4 separate regions of the Mus musculus genome follow, and all the other regions are linked to region 4. A link is a contact called in public HiChIP or PLAC-seq and promoter capture Hi-C data. All regions are on one chromosome and are shown on one strand. Each heading gives the region's core, a stretch centred on a gene start, on an enhancer-like site or on the middle of the called end of the contact. The rest is flanking DNA. Distances are from core to core; before and after follow the strand shown.

Region 1 (3,262 bases), core at 141-2,640, 590 kb before region 4:
CAGTCTCTATAGATTCCTTTAGAGTTAGTAGCAACCCAAAGTTAACAGTTTTCAAAATTGATCGCCACTTTTGTGGGACTTCTCCCACATTCTGCTTCTTCCTGACTGCGTGGGAAAGGTGATAGTAGGCAGATCCTGCCAGCCAGTCGATGAAGGTTCAGTAAAGGGGTAGTGGCTTGTTGCCCACCGGCAGAGTGTGGTCCTCCAAGGGGGGAAGGAGAGCAGAGCTCTGATACTGCTGGGCAGGAGCTGGGCTCTCTCCCCGCTGCCTGGCCAGGGGAATCATTGTTCAGCCACTGGGGTCACTCTTGGTCCCTTCTATTGCAACCCAAGAACAAGTATCACCACAGTGTGGGGACCCATTGACACAAACAAGCAGGACCCAGTCCCCACCTTCTCCCTAAGGTTAGTAGTAGCCTGAGGGAGAGGCAGGCTAAAGCTTGCTTTTCCTTTTCTTATTCCAAAGGAGTTAATTATCCAGGCTTTGGACATGAGCCCACAATTCAGGCTCCTCTTCCCACCTCAACCTGACACCCTGTTCAGCATACTTGCCCTTCGGGTTTCAGCCCCTTATTACAGTTAGAAATAAGGCATGTGCGCACACATGTAGGTTCAGTGTAGCAGAGATCTCGAGGGGAAAGACAATGACTAACGGTGGGCTACATTATCCCCTGGACACGGAGTGTGAAACCTACTGGTTAACTGCCTCTCTGAGGGTTCTGACGATCAGCCAGACACCCCTTCTTGCGGATCACAGCACACAGGAAGACAGTCCTTTCTCAGCGCTCTGCACGTGGTTCCGGGATCCTGGCTAGCAAGTTTCCAAGCCCCATCTCCAGAGGTAGTGTGCTCAGAAAAGAGGCAAATGAGTAACTACAACTGTGCACCAAGCACCGTTAAAAAAAAGTGCCTCCAACTAACCTCAGCTAACAGTGCATCCCAAACGATCCCAAAGCTAGCATCCTTTCTTGAAAATGTGCTAGGCACACAGCAACTTCCTTACTCGCTCAGTAGTGATTTTACTTTATCTTGCAAGAGCCTGGCAGAAATCCTCTCTCTGCCCAGGCATGGCTCAGTGCACAGGACTCTTTTTTTTTTTTTTTTTTTTTTTTTTTTTTTTTTTAAGTAAGCAGAAACTTTACCGTTGAGTGGGGCTGAGCTGGAAGGCTGCTTCTTAAGGATCACCAACAGGAGGACGACAGTCGCGCGCAGGCTGCGGTGAGGCATCTTTGTCCTGGCGACTCAAAGCTGCCACTCACTCGGAGCTGTGGGGCGCTCGGAGCTGGCAGCGGCGCACCAGCACAGTGTGCACTTAGCCTGGGACCAAGACGTGCACGTTGGTTGTGTAGACTCGTGGCTGCCTGTAGGCTGCTTTTTAATGCCGCGACTCAACCCTAAACATGATGTCATCAGGCAGGAGGGCGGGGCAGAAAGCCCAGCCTACCGGAGGGCAGGAGCCCCAGGTCCGAGGTGAGTTGAGGTCCTGACTTAAGTGGTCCTCAGTGGCCCACTGCGGCGGTCCTCTGGGCCACAGGTTACTTGGGGGAGCCAGTTCTCACAGGGAGGTATGGAAAGTCAGGGACCCGTGCAGCACTCACTTCCCTAGATGTGACTGTGGTCTGTCACTGCCCTTACTTGAAAGCCCCAGCATAGAATGCTGTTTGGGCCAAAGCCTCATTCAGGGTCTGAATGTTTCTGCCTGGTCTTAGCCAAGTAGCTGTGAATTACACATCACATCCAGATTAAGCTCTTCTCAACGAAACCACAAAGAGACTGCGAATCGGAAACTAAGATAAAGGGATTCACAGAAATGAGTCGCTTTTCTTGGCGATTAGCATTTCCCTTAGGAGGAGGAGGCATGTAGACAAGGCTTACTCCTTGTGCAAATTCACAGGATCAGCCCATCTTCGGTAGGCAGCAGGTGGAGAAGGTGCCCTCTCTGAAGTAGTGGTGAAAGAAAAGGACTTGCTTTATTACCGAGTGTCTACAAGCATCAGAGACCAGGCTAGGGGTTATGTGGACCAGTGGCCAGGCTGTTTCCAATGCTGGTTTATCACCTGTTGCTACTCCTGCCCACTATTCTCCAATCTCCGCTTGCTTTGCAATATGCACACTTACACTCTAGACAGGAGCCCGTTGTTCTGATCACGTTTGTGTCTAGCCCGCCCATGCGGAGCTGAATCTTCCTGGCCTCCTGCTCTGCTGTTCCCCACCCTTACCTCCTATATCGTCTGTTTGTTATTCCCGCCCGAGATGGTCTCTGCTTCCCTGGCTCCTCCATATCTCTCTACCACCTCAGGTGTGGGGCTCAGTTTCCTGCTCCTACTAACCCTGGTCTCCTGCTGCCTACACATACGGAATAGTACATAACCCCATGTTTGTAACCTGGCCCGCCATGCCCTCTTCTCTGGGCCAAGTCAACCAGCCCAGCCCTCCCCCATCCCCCATCTGTTCTGGCACTCAACCTACAACTCAGGTTGGCCTTGGTGACCAAAGAGGCCATTTGTTCACCTACAACTTGGAGAGACTGAGCAGCCGAGAACCACCAGGAAGCAGGTGTCGCCTGCATTTCAAGGGGTGTTATTGTTCTGTCCCTAACAGCTCAACTATTGTATGGGTAATAAAGGGCTTGAAATCTCTTCAAGGAAGTTGTTACAATGACAATTTTGTCACAATCATTTCCAGACCACAATAAGCTTAAGGGTGACCTTTTCTCAGAGATGAATAGCCTTGAATGAGCTCTGGAGTGGCTTAGGCAGTCTTGTTAAAGGCTGAGGTGGACTGGGGAGCAGAAGGCCCAGAGAGACCCCTGAATGTTCTGAGATGCAGATTCTGGGCCCAGAGAGTGAAGCCTTGACTAGTTCAAGGCCAACTGGATCATACCTGCCACCGGCCTGTGTCACTCCCACGACAGGTGTTTTTCAGTATGTCGGAAAGTACTCAGTTCAACTTCTCAAATGTTCACTTTAAACGGATCCCCAAAGATGCAGGGAAAAAAGAAGGATATGGTGGATTTAGTCAAATAGTAAGAATAGATCATAAACTAGGAGCCACAGAGGGAAAGCTTGTGACATTCATCGTATGTCTAGCAGATAGCTGGCTAATTGGTAAAGAATGGTTAACAGAAGGGAATCAAGAATATAAGCTGAAACTCGGTGTGGTGGGTTACACCTGAAGTCCCAGCACACGGGAAGCTGAGGCAGGGGGATCTCTGAGCTGCAAAGTGAAGCCCTGTGTCAACAAGAAAGGGGCAGAATAATCT
Region 2 (3,595 bases), core at 1,076-3,575, 550 kb before region 4:
TCAAGGGAATAAGGTAGAGAGTGATGGATCAGGACACCTGACATCCTTCTTTGGCCTCTAAACATGTATACCTGCCCACACATCCACCACAAACACATACATGCATACAAGCACATACACATACAAATACACATGCATACACACAGAGAGACTCTACTACACACACATGCATATATACACATGCCCACACACATGCACACACAGAGAGACTCTAGTACACACACATGAATACATGCACATACATATAGAATTATGCATGCACACACACACTCACAGAAACCAGCCACCCATCCCATGTACTGGAAATTTCTATAAGAAGTTACACTACAGAATATTTGTAGCACAAAAACTTGACAAAAGTCTAGGTGTCTGCTGATGGGTGAACAGAAAAATAAATTGAGGAAATATCTGTTGTCTTAGTTTAAGTCCCCCACATGGATGCTGAGATAAAGCTTTAAATGCGAGTGTCAGACGTGAGTGTTGGGAAATCATGGCTGGTGATGAAGAAGCTGACAGGATGTGTCCTTGTGGTAGACATGCCCACCTATTAGGCCTTGGCGCCCAGAAGCAGGTGAGGTGTCCACGGATAGTCTTCTTCAATGGCTGCTAAAGAAAGAAAGGGAGAAAGCAGCCTTGCCTTGGGCCAGGCACCGAGCATGGTGTGGTGTACTGACTCACTCTTGGGGCTACTCAGTCCTCAGCCCCTGAGGGCTGGCTGCAGCTTCCTAGCCTACATCCGAAGCTTCCTCAGACCTGCACTTCTGTTCTGCCTCCCCTTCTACCTAAGCCTTTTTCATCCTTCCTCTGGCAAGCCGTAGTTACTAATAAATACCTTCTACCAGAAATGAGCTCAGCATCTGCTTTAAGGCAAGATGGCCCAGGGTGGTTGTCAAGGGTTAGCACTGTGGTGGATCTCTATAGCTTCTCTCCACTGGAAGGCTCTCGGAGGCAGTGCAGTGCTGTGCCTCAGTCATCCTCCCAGAGAAGGCATCAGGGGAGTTTAGTCGCCAGCTCCCCTCAGATGCTGAGGGCTGTTGAGGTGTGGGCTTCTCGTGTGGCCCTGGAAGTTCTCCAACTGTCAACCTCAGTGTCAGTCCCCAGCACCCATGATGTCTCACAACTGCTCGTGAGCACTTGGGGCACCTGCACTCACATGCATACACCTAAACACACACACATAATTAAAAATAATAAAAATGGCTTCGGATTTGAGGCCAGCTTGGGCTACAAAGAAAGACTCTATCTTAAAAAAAATGTCTTCAATTGCCGAGCGGTGGTGGTGCACACCTTTAATCCCAGCACTTGGGAGGCAGAGGCAGGTGGATTTCTGAGTTCGAGGCCAGCCTTGTCTACAGAGTGAGTTCCAGAACAGTCAGGGCTATACAGAGAAACCCTGTCTCGAAAAAACAAACAAACAAAAAAAACAAACAAACAAACAAACAATTGTCAGTTTTCAATCTTCCTCATGCAACACCACTTCTCTGTTTCTGTGCTTACCTCATTCACGCATTTGATACTCAGCTTGTGTGTGTGTGTGTGTGTGTGTGTGTGTGTGTGTGTGTTGTCCGCATGTATGTCTGTGCATCATGTTTGTGAAATGCCTACAGAGGTAAAAAGAGGAGCCCCTGGAACTGGGATTACAAACAGTTGTGAGCCTCAATGCAGGTTCTGGGAATCCTGAGCCGCCTCTCCCACCCGATTCTCTGGCTTTTTGTTTGTTTTTACATGTACTCACATGTATGTCCTTAAATGTTTCTCTCTGTCTTCATGGTCCCCATAACTATCATTTTCATGGCTACCTAATATTCTGCACAGTTGTTCACCAACCATTTTCTTCTCTGGGACATTTATGCTGCTTCTAAGCTTTAGATATTCAAATAACGTTACAGTAAATATACTTGTGGAGGCTTTGTTTACGTTAAATACAGCCTTAGAGAAATTGCAGGGGTACAATTACTCAGTTGGAGGGTATGACTGTCTCTATAGCCCTCACTGTGTAACACAGAGAACTCTCCCTTTGGCTGGGGCTGTTTACTTAAAGCCCCAATGTCTCACGAATGCCTAGGAATCTTCATTTTAAAATAAACTTATTTTGGGCTTATATTTGTTTTGTTAGGTTTCCCTGAGAGTAAAGAAGATTGCTAAGAGCAGATTGGAAAATTTAAGTTTTCCCAGCAAGATTTCGTGTCCCCTTCCCCCAAGGCACAGAAAGAATTTAGGAGCCAGGCTGACCTGATTTCTAATCCCGACTTGTGTGCCAGTGAACTATGTAGCCTTAGGAATGTGGCTGGCTCTGACTAAGACTGTTTCCCCAGTCTCAGTGTGTCTTCCTCCAGGGCCTGCTCCAGAGATAAAATGGGAACATTCAGACCCAACGCTGGGTGGGACGTGCTCAGCAGACAAGAGCTCCCCTGGCTCAGCAGGAAGTTTCACACAGACAGCACATGCTAGGTGAACCGTAGAGCCTCAGGCCAGGGAGGAGAAGGAAGGGAAGCCCCGCGCATGCAGCTTCCTGGAGCAAAGTAGACTCTAAGATAGAGGGCAAGCAGTAAAAATATTTGAAGAAGCCAGATATGGTGACACAGGCCTTTAATCCCAGTACTTGGGCAGAGACAAGCAGATCTCTATGAGTCTGGGGCCATCTTGGTCTACCTAGTGAGATATATACAGGACAGCCAGGGCTACATAGTAAGATCCTGTCTAAAAGAGAGAGAGAGAGAGAGAGAGAGAGAGAGAGAGAGAGAGAGAGAGAGAGAGAGAGAAGATTTAAAAGAGAGCAAAGGAGAGAAAGAATTGAAAGATTTCTGCTTTATTCAGGAAACTGGTGTTTATTGAGCAACTCCTCGGTCTCGGGTATACCCCTGCTTTCACTATCCAGAGAGAATGTTAGGGGTTAGGATTAGACCTACAGGAAAGGGACTTCAAAGTTCATCTGAGTCACTGGTGTTTGAATCCCAGGCCTGCCACCTATCCAGCTGGAGGCCTGCTTGAAGTCTTGACCTGTGATGTGAACAGTGGCCATCATCCTGGGGAGGGATCATTTGTGTGAGTCCACCTGGCTCAAGGCAAGGACCTGATGTGGCAGTAGGTGGTCACGTGCATAGAAAGTGGCAGAAACATGTCTCTTGCCTCCAGAGTCCTCCTCCCTCCCACCAAGTTATCCATCCAAATGCCTGAGACAAGCCGTGACACAAACAAGTACGAAATACATTTACAATGATCGCAGTGAAGGATTCCACTGGGCCTTTGTGTTCCATTGTATGGTCATTAAACTTGTCACTGCAGTAACTTCTGGAAGCTTCCCCTTCTACTGAGAAGCCGTCTCAGTAAGCAAAGCAGCCAGCTAGTAACAGAAATCCTGATACCCCTGTCTGGAACTCTCCACTCCTTTAAAAAAAAAAATCATTTCCTATTACATTTCTCCATTTATTTATTGTCACAATGAGAGGCACACAGTAAAGCATGTGTGTGGAGGTCAGAGAACAAGCTAATGGAGTTGGTTCTCACCCTTACAATGTGGGTCCTGGGGATAGAACTCGGATCATCAAGCTTGGTGGCAAGCACTTTTCCATCCTGAGACATCTCAATGACCTCT
Region 3 (3,154 bases), core at 386-2,885, 520 kb after region 4:
ACCCCCTCTATGAGCTGCTGGAACACGTGAAGGGGCTGGTCTTGCAGATCCAAAGCTGAGGGAGCGCCATGACACAGGGTAACAACAGGATGTCCAAGAGGAGTGCCAGTGAGGATCCAGTAGCAGAAGCCAGATGCCTCGAACCATTACAATCAACATTTAGAAGATGTTTGGACCAAAGGGCACACTGTGACACACCACAGCTTCCACTATGAGATTTTGAATTTTTTTTTATTTTTATTTTTTTAATTTTCTTTTCAGGAGGGGCTTGCAAGGGCAGAAGGTAGATATGTGGGGACAGGACAAGAAGATGAATAGGATTGGTGTGCCTGATGTGAAATTCACAAAGAGTAAAGTTAAATAAATAAACCTTTATAATCCATCAGTGTGACAGAGGCCCAAAGAGAGAAATAGGTTTGACCAAGGATGTAAAGTGTTTCATAGTAGAGTCAGACTAGAAAGACCTCACCAAAGCACTGGGCAGTGGCGGTGGCGCATGCCTTTAATCCCAGCACTCGGGAGGCAGAGGCAGGCGGATTTCTGAGTTCGAGGCCAGCCTGGTCTACAGAGTGAGTTCCAGGACAACCAGGACTACACAGAGAAACCCTGTCTCGGAACAAATGGGAAAAAAAAAATCCCAGCACTCAGGAGTCAGAGGCAGGTGGATATTTGAATTTGAGGCTAGCCTGGTCTACAGAGGGCATCCTAGAACAGCCAGGGATACACAGAAAAACCCTGTCTCAGAAAAAAAGGAAAAGAAAGAGGAAGGAAGGAAGGACTATCACCCCTCCTCTACATAGGCATTGAGACTTGCTGAATCTCCTTCAGTGGACCCAGGGGATTGAGCCCATTGGGGCTCACACACTGGTGAAGTGCCTAGTCCCTAGAAGGCAACATGAGCTGTAAAAGATCCCTGATGTCACCTTTTGAACACTGGAAAGGGTATCTCAGTCATTCAGGGAAACTAGGGGGTTGGGAATGCAGAGATAGGGGAAGGGGTGCTGCCTGGGGAAAAAAATACCAAGAGCAAAAGGGGAAAGAAGGAATCCAGGAAGCCCAGGGCAGAGATACAGGCAAGAGGAATGGTGATCTGGGGAGGGGGGGTGGGGACACAAGGAGATAGAAAGACAAACACGGAATGTCAGTGGGCTTTAAATGGTGCCTGGCCTGGGATCCGGACTACTGTCATGTACCCCAAGCAAAAGAAACCTGTCAGGGCAGGGAAGAAACATTAATCCCTGTGTTCACTAGCTGTGTTGTCCTTGGCAGGCCTCTTGGACTCTCTGAGCCTTGAGTTACAGAATCAAATAGCAGTTGTCTTTCATAAACTGGGCTGTCAGTGGGATCAGTTAGTGGTCAGTCCTCCTGCAGACTCCCCCACTTTCCCTGCTGGCCACTCTAGTTGTGTCCCTTCACCCAGGGCTAGCTATGTATACATCTGTCCTGCATCCAGAATCCTACCTCTTCCCACCTGGACCCCAGCTAGGGCCACACTGTAGCATTCTGGGAGGGCCTCCCTCCAGGATTTGAGCCAATCCTGAGAACCAAATGAAATGCTGGAAGTGATGGACTCAGATCTTCCCAAGACACCCTATGGAAGAGAGAGATTCACATCTGCACCTCCCCAATCCTGCTCTGCCCCACCCCATCCTCTGAGAGGTTAGTGCTCCACCCCCTTTTCCTAAGCTCTGGCCTTGCCTGCCTGCTTCACAAGGAGCCGAATGTTATTTAAAAGATCAGGAGATTTGCCTTAAATAGGCATGGAGTGTTGTGCCAGGGCCGAGGATGAGGGGTGGGAGGAGGCAGCTCTGGTGGAGGAGAGAGCAGGGCTTCTCCAGGGCCAGAACAGCCTTTTTATACCGAGCACAACCCCACAGTTCCAGCCGATGGCATGATCTTTAAACCCCAGGGGTGGAAAAAGTATAGAGGGCAAAGCAGACAGTGCTATGACTCCCTGACACTGGTTCCTAGAGCTTTGGTCCTGACCTTGGGCTGCCTGCCCCTGTCTGTTCTCCCTGCCCCGGCTTGTAAGTAACTGGATGCTTGCCTCACTCTGAATCTCCCCAGGTGAGCTGGTTCTCTGCTTCCTGAACCCAACACCAGTGAGGAAAAAAGTGAAGGGCCACCTGGGGATGTGGCAGACATCTGCAGGGATGCTGAAAGGCAAAGGGAGGGAGCTGAGGCCAAGGGGCTGAGGAGCGAAAGGTGGGCTGGTCTGTACAGCAGCACATGCGCAGCTAGCCCCTGTTTGAGGAGGGAAGCGTAGGTATATAAGGTAGGAAGTAGCGTCTTTAGGTAATAAGAACCAATCTGGGGGGTTTCCCTCTTGCTAGCCCCAGTTTGACACCCCCCACCCCCACCCGGTGCCTTTCGGGAATTTAATTTGTTTAACTGAGATAAGTTCAAGGCTGGCCTTGAACTTCCAGAGACTTATCTGACTCTACTTCCAAAATGCTGAAGTTAAAGGCGGTGCACTCTAAGGCTGTGTCTCCAGGCCCAGTCTTTCTGATTCTGTTGACTGGCTGATCAACAGATGATCAAAACAGGGTTCAGAGGACTTAAGCTGAACCTCTGAAGTCACAGTTGAAAAAAAAAAAAAAGGGAGAGCCAGTGCTTAAAACACAGGAATCAGCCTTTGTGAACCCTGTAACTGGGGCTTATGTTAGACCCGGTTACCAACCGCAGCCTTGACCAGGTACCTAGCTGTTCATACACCAGGGCGCTTTCTCCATAAAGTAGAAACAGTAGTCCCACCCTCCCCCCAGAAAAAGAACAAGGGGTGGGGGTTAAAGAACCCTAAACATGAGCTCCTGTGCACACACCCAGTGGAGGCTTCTGAATAACAGCAAAACCCCTTCTAGCTCAACACCGACTCCGCCCCCAGCTCCTGAGGTGAGGGTGTGCCCCACTCAGGCTGGAGACTTCGGGACAAAAGGATTTGCAGGCTCCAGGGAAAACTTGATTCTTTGGTGCCCTCTAGTGGTCTACGTGCTTGGAGTAGCCAGTAGGGATGGGTAAGATATACCAGGGTCTTACAAGGCATAGCGTCCTAAATAGCTGACCACCCCACCCAGGCAGGAGATGGGATTATACTCGCATAGTCCATGAAATGTTCAGAGTGTCTTCTTTATTGATTGATTGATTGGTTGGTGTT
Region 4 (3,400 bases), core at 21-2,520:
GAACTTTATCTGTGTTCACTATGTAGTAATGATAACGGAGATGAACATCCTAAAAAAGCATTTCTTAACCTTTTTTTTGTGTGTTCATGGCTGTGATGGGTGCCAGTTACAGAGTTGATTGTGTTTCCACCTCAAATATTTATTAGACACTTAATTTGCCATACACAATGTGTATGCAGGAATAAAAGTTACAAACTAAGACACTCTCCTGACCTTCAGGCAGTTTACTTTATCTGTAAGGGAATCCACCCCTAATGTTGAGTTTGCAGTTGTAAACAGCCAACTTTGCTAGGCCTGGTGGCTCATGCCTGTAATTCCAGCACTTGGGAGGCCGAGGGAGGAGCATTGAGTTTGAGGCCAGCTTTGGACACAGAATTTCAGGCCTGCCTAAGGTGGTTTCAACCAGAAAAGCAAACCACCTCTGTTGGTGTTAGTGGCAGGTTTCAGCTCCTTGAAAGGATCATCTTGCAAATTAGTCCGTGATAACATAACCTATGTTATCTTTAAACTCTAGTTGACTTCGACTCACCAACCTGTGATTAAGTTCCGGGAACTTTTTTTTTTTTCGAGGCAGGGTTTCTCTGTATAGCCCTGGCTGTCCTGGAACTCACTCTGTAGACCAGCCTGGCCTTGAACTCAGAAATCCACCTGCTTCTGCCGCCCGAGGGCTGGGATTAAAGGCGTGTCACCACGCCCGGCTATAACCCAAAATTCTTAAGGACCGAATTTAATACACGGAAATCTCCCCTTTGTGTGAAGCCTGGCTTCTCAAAAAATCGATAACTTCTTTTTATTGTTGCACACTGTAACACTGAGTGTGTTTAAATTGTTGACTTACAAGACTGCCTCATTAAACTGTGAGCCAGGAGCTTTTGTGTTTGTATTTGAAACGCACAGTAAGGTGCCAAGCTCACAGTGAATGCTCTGTATATGTTAAATGAATTAATGTCCAAAAACTAAGTGGCAAAACTTCCTGCAGTCGTTTCAGCCCTCAATCAAAAATATTTATTGAATCTCTCAGAGAACACTGTGCTTGGCATGAGCAGGTGGCATGCAGAGGTTTTCAAACATTGTTAGTCACAGACTTTATTCAAACAGAACCTTAGAAGCGTGACAGATAGAGCCATGCAGGGCACAAAGACCCGGAGGAACTCCTCAGCCTCTAGCTCCTCCTCTGCCTACTTGGCCCGCCCCAGTGCAGCCTTGCGGTTCAGTGCTTGGATTGGCTGAGCAGCAGCCCAGGCCCCGCCCTAGGTCCCTCCCCCAGGTTCCGCCCCGATGGTCCCTCTGGGTCCATAACGGCCCTCGCGCACCTCACACGGCTGGAGCGCTTTGCTCGCGGCACTGTCTATAAAGTTGTTGTTGCTGCTTCCGCCACGGGTGGAGGAAGATGGCGTCAGGAGGTGGTGGCTGTAGCGCTTCGGAGCGACTCCCTCCGCCCTTCCCTGGCATGGATCCGGAGTCGGAAGGGGCTGCCGGGGGGTCAGAACCCGAGGCTGGGGACAGCGACACCGAGGGGGAGGATATTTTCACTGGCGCCGCGGCAGCCGTGAGTTCCCATCCTTGGGGCAGCAGACAGAAAAGAGCCCCCCAAAAGAGAACCCTTATTAAGGGTTCGAGGGCTTTGAAGATAGTGGGCCTGGTGGGAAATCTTCGCTCGGTGTCAGCAATCAGGACTCCAGGGCCCTGAGTAGGAAACGAGCCCTAGAGCCTGGCTGCCCAAGCCCGGGCGGGAAGAGACGAGGGGTGTGGTGGCTTCACCACGGATCCTTAATAGCCAAGAGCAACCTAGGCCGTCCCCTGGCCCAGAGGTGTGGTTACCCCAAGGATTCAGCGGGCATTTCTGCTGGTTGTGTCCTGGGCAGACTGACTTTAAACATGACAAATTAGAAAATGAGGTGCAGACCATCAGTTCCCTTGTTTTATTGCACCGAAAGTGGAAACGTGATCTAGGAAGGACCATGACCCGCCCACTGATCCTCCTGTTATACCCAGCACTTCCTGGTCATTACCAAAAGCCCATTCTGGATACTAGTTTATGGAAGTTAGGTTGTGACTCCTTTGATCTCTCCAGGAATCAGGGCAAATGCTGGTTGAGAGAAATAGATTACACGGATCAGAAAGCTTTTGTTTCTGTTAAAAGGATGCATTAAAGTGCTTGGAAACAGATCTGTAAATGTGAAGGGAAAAACTGTCTCCCATAATAAATATCTAGGTTTCAAATGAGAGCTAGCTGCTGGCAAAACAACCAAAACCTCCTTGTCTTTCCGTGTGGAATGTCATGGGTTAACAGCACCAGGAGAGATGTTTTGGGCTGTTTTATGAGAACACTGACTCATACCACTCGGTACAGTTAGTTCCAGCTTAGAAACGTCTTCAGTACCGAGTCTATGCAGTTATCTTCCTTTCTTGGTTATTGTTTCTCTTCAGAGTAGCTAATCAGTATCAGACTGAGTTAAATAACTTTAAATTCTGTATATAGCATGTGTCTGAAAACTTGGAGGTGCCCCTTACATTAGAAAAAATTTAGATTTTGGAGGGTTTTTTGTTTTTGTTTTTTTTAACATGGCCGTAGTTAAAATTTTACTATGTTGAGAAATTGAAGGCTATAATCATAAAGTGGTTGCTGGTGCTAATGACAGCAGATTGTCTAATGATGTCTGCTACTCTGAGAAAGAGTAACTTGCCGATAATGGAGTCTTTATTTCTGTTTAAGTATCTTTATATAGTTACTCTCATAAATCATGGAGAACAGCTACTGTTAGTAACTTCTGAGATGATGGGTGAAATACCTGAAAATTGAAACTGGCAGGGAGGAGCTGTTGTCCAGAGTTCTTAGTAAAAAGCACGAGACTGTGGTTTTACTGACCTCATCCAGTTAGTGATGGAGGCTTGATACTTCTTAAGACTGTAAAAATCTCTTGTCTTCTTCCCAAAAAATGAGGGAAGGATAGTCAGAATTACTTTGCTCTACCACAGAAAGCAGGTGCTGAGGTCAAACCCAGCTTGTTGCAAATGCTAGTTATACATTCTACCACTGAACTATGTCCTCAGTAGCTAGATATCTTTAGATTTGACCCAGAATACTACTCTTCAAGAAACCAAGGCTTCACTAAGCGATTTTATTAAGCAACCATTAGTTATAAATTATATTTTTAACAGATGCTTTAGTTATGAGACAAAGAATTTAGACTTCTACACAGTTAAAATGAAAGAAAAACACTGAAAAATTAAGAAATTAAGTTGGGCCTATTGGCTCAAACCTATAATCTCAGCTACTCTGGACCTGAGGCAGGGGCTCTGTTGAAAGTTCAGGTTCAGCCTGGGTACACCGAAGATTACAGAGTAGGTTGTAAAGTCTGATGCTAATCTAGGCAGTCTGCTTGCTTATTTTAACTTT

The links. Promoter capture Hi-C pulls out the DNA fragments that hold promoters and counts their contacts. HiChIP or PLAC-seq counts read pairs in DNA pulled down with a chosen protein or histone mark.
Region 1: a promoter capture Hi-C map of stem cell-derived epiblast-like cells shows a contact between it and region 4, with 3 times the contacts expected there. The contact joins the promoter of Car12 here to the promoter of Snx1 in region 4. A contact is called at or near these places in 7 of 39 promoter capture datasets (the C10 cell line, cranial neural crest, embryonic stem cells and 4 more), 1 of 484 Hi-C or Micro-C datasets (CD4 T cells), 6 of 115 datasets of contacts at active chromatin or transcription factors (the SCID.adh cell line, embryonic stem cells, large pre-B cells and 2 more) and 2 of 9 other capture datasets (adipose tissue and liver).
Region 2: a contact with region 4 is called in an H3K4me3 HiChIP or PLAC-seq map of pro-B cells, with 3 times the contacts expected there. The contact joins the enhancer-like site here to the promoter of Snx1 in region 4. A contact is called at or near these places in 6 of 115 datasets of contacts at active chromatin or transcription factors (the 230-238 cell line, embryonic limb bud, large pre-B cells and 2 more) and 1 of 9 other capture datasets (adipose tissue).
Region 3: a contact with region 4 is called in a CTCF HiChIP or PLAC-seq map of embryonic stem cells, with 5 times the contacts expected there. The contact joins the enhancer-like site here to the promoter of Snx1 in region 4. A contact is called at or near these places in 7 of 39 promoter capture datasets (the C10 cell line, embryonic stem cells, hippocampal neurons and 3 more), 1 of 15 datasets of contacts at CTCF or cohesin (embryonic stem cells), 7 of 484 Hi-C or Micro-C datasets (B cells, the HL-1 cell line, the P5424 cell line and 2 more), 15 of 115 datasets of contacts at active chromatin or transcription factors (the 230-238 cell line, acute myeloid leukemia, differentiating embryonic stem cells and 8 more) and 1 of 9 other capture datasets (embryonic stem cells).

What each region holds. Positions count from the first base shown.
Region 1 is chr9:66,711,814-66,715,075 of GRCm38.p6, reverse strand. It overlaps Car12 (carbonic anhydrase 12), which reads right to left and starts at 1,390. Exons shown (of 11, transcript NM_178396.5): 1 at 1,143-1,390. The coding sequence starts at 1,227.
Region 2 is chr9:66,668,626-66,672,220 of GRCm38.p6, reverse strand. No RefSeq gene overlaps it. Among named protein-coding and RNA genes, the nearest start is that of Car12, 43 kb to the left of the region's middle. Within about 2 kb of position 2,325, at least 43 of the 459 cell types and tissues checked have an H3K27ac peak or open chromatin away from gene starts, as enhancers often do. A contact at or near this core is called in adipose tissue and pro-B cells, where this site is marked.
Region 3 is chr9:65,605,457-65,608,610 of GRCm38.p6, reverse strand. No RefSeq gene overlaps it. Among named protein-coding and RNA genes, the nearest start is that of Pif1, 20 kb to the right of the region's middle. Within about 2 kb of position 1,635, at least 45 of the 459 cell types and tissues checked have an H3K27ac peak or open chromatin away from gene starts, as enhancers often do. A contact at or near this core is called in differentiating embryonic stem cells, embryonic stem cells, neural tube and 1 more, where this site is marked.
Region 4 is chr9:66,122,756-66,126,155 of GRCm38.p6, reverse strand. It overlaps Snx1 (sorting nexin 1), which reads left to right and starts at 1,270. Exons shown (of 15, transcript NM_019727.2): 1 at 1,270-1,549. The coding sequence starts at 1,391.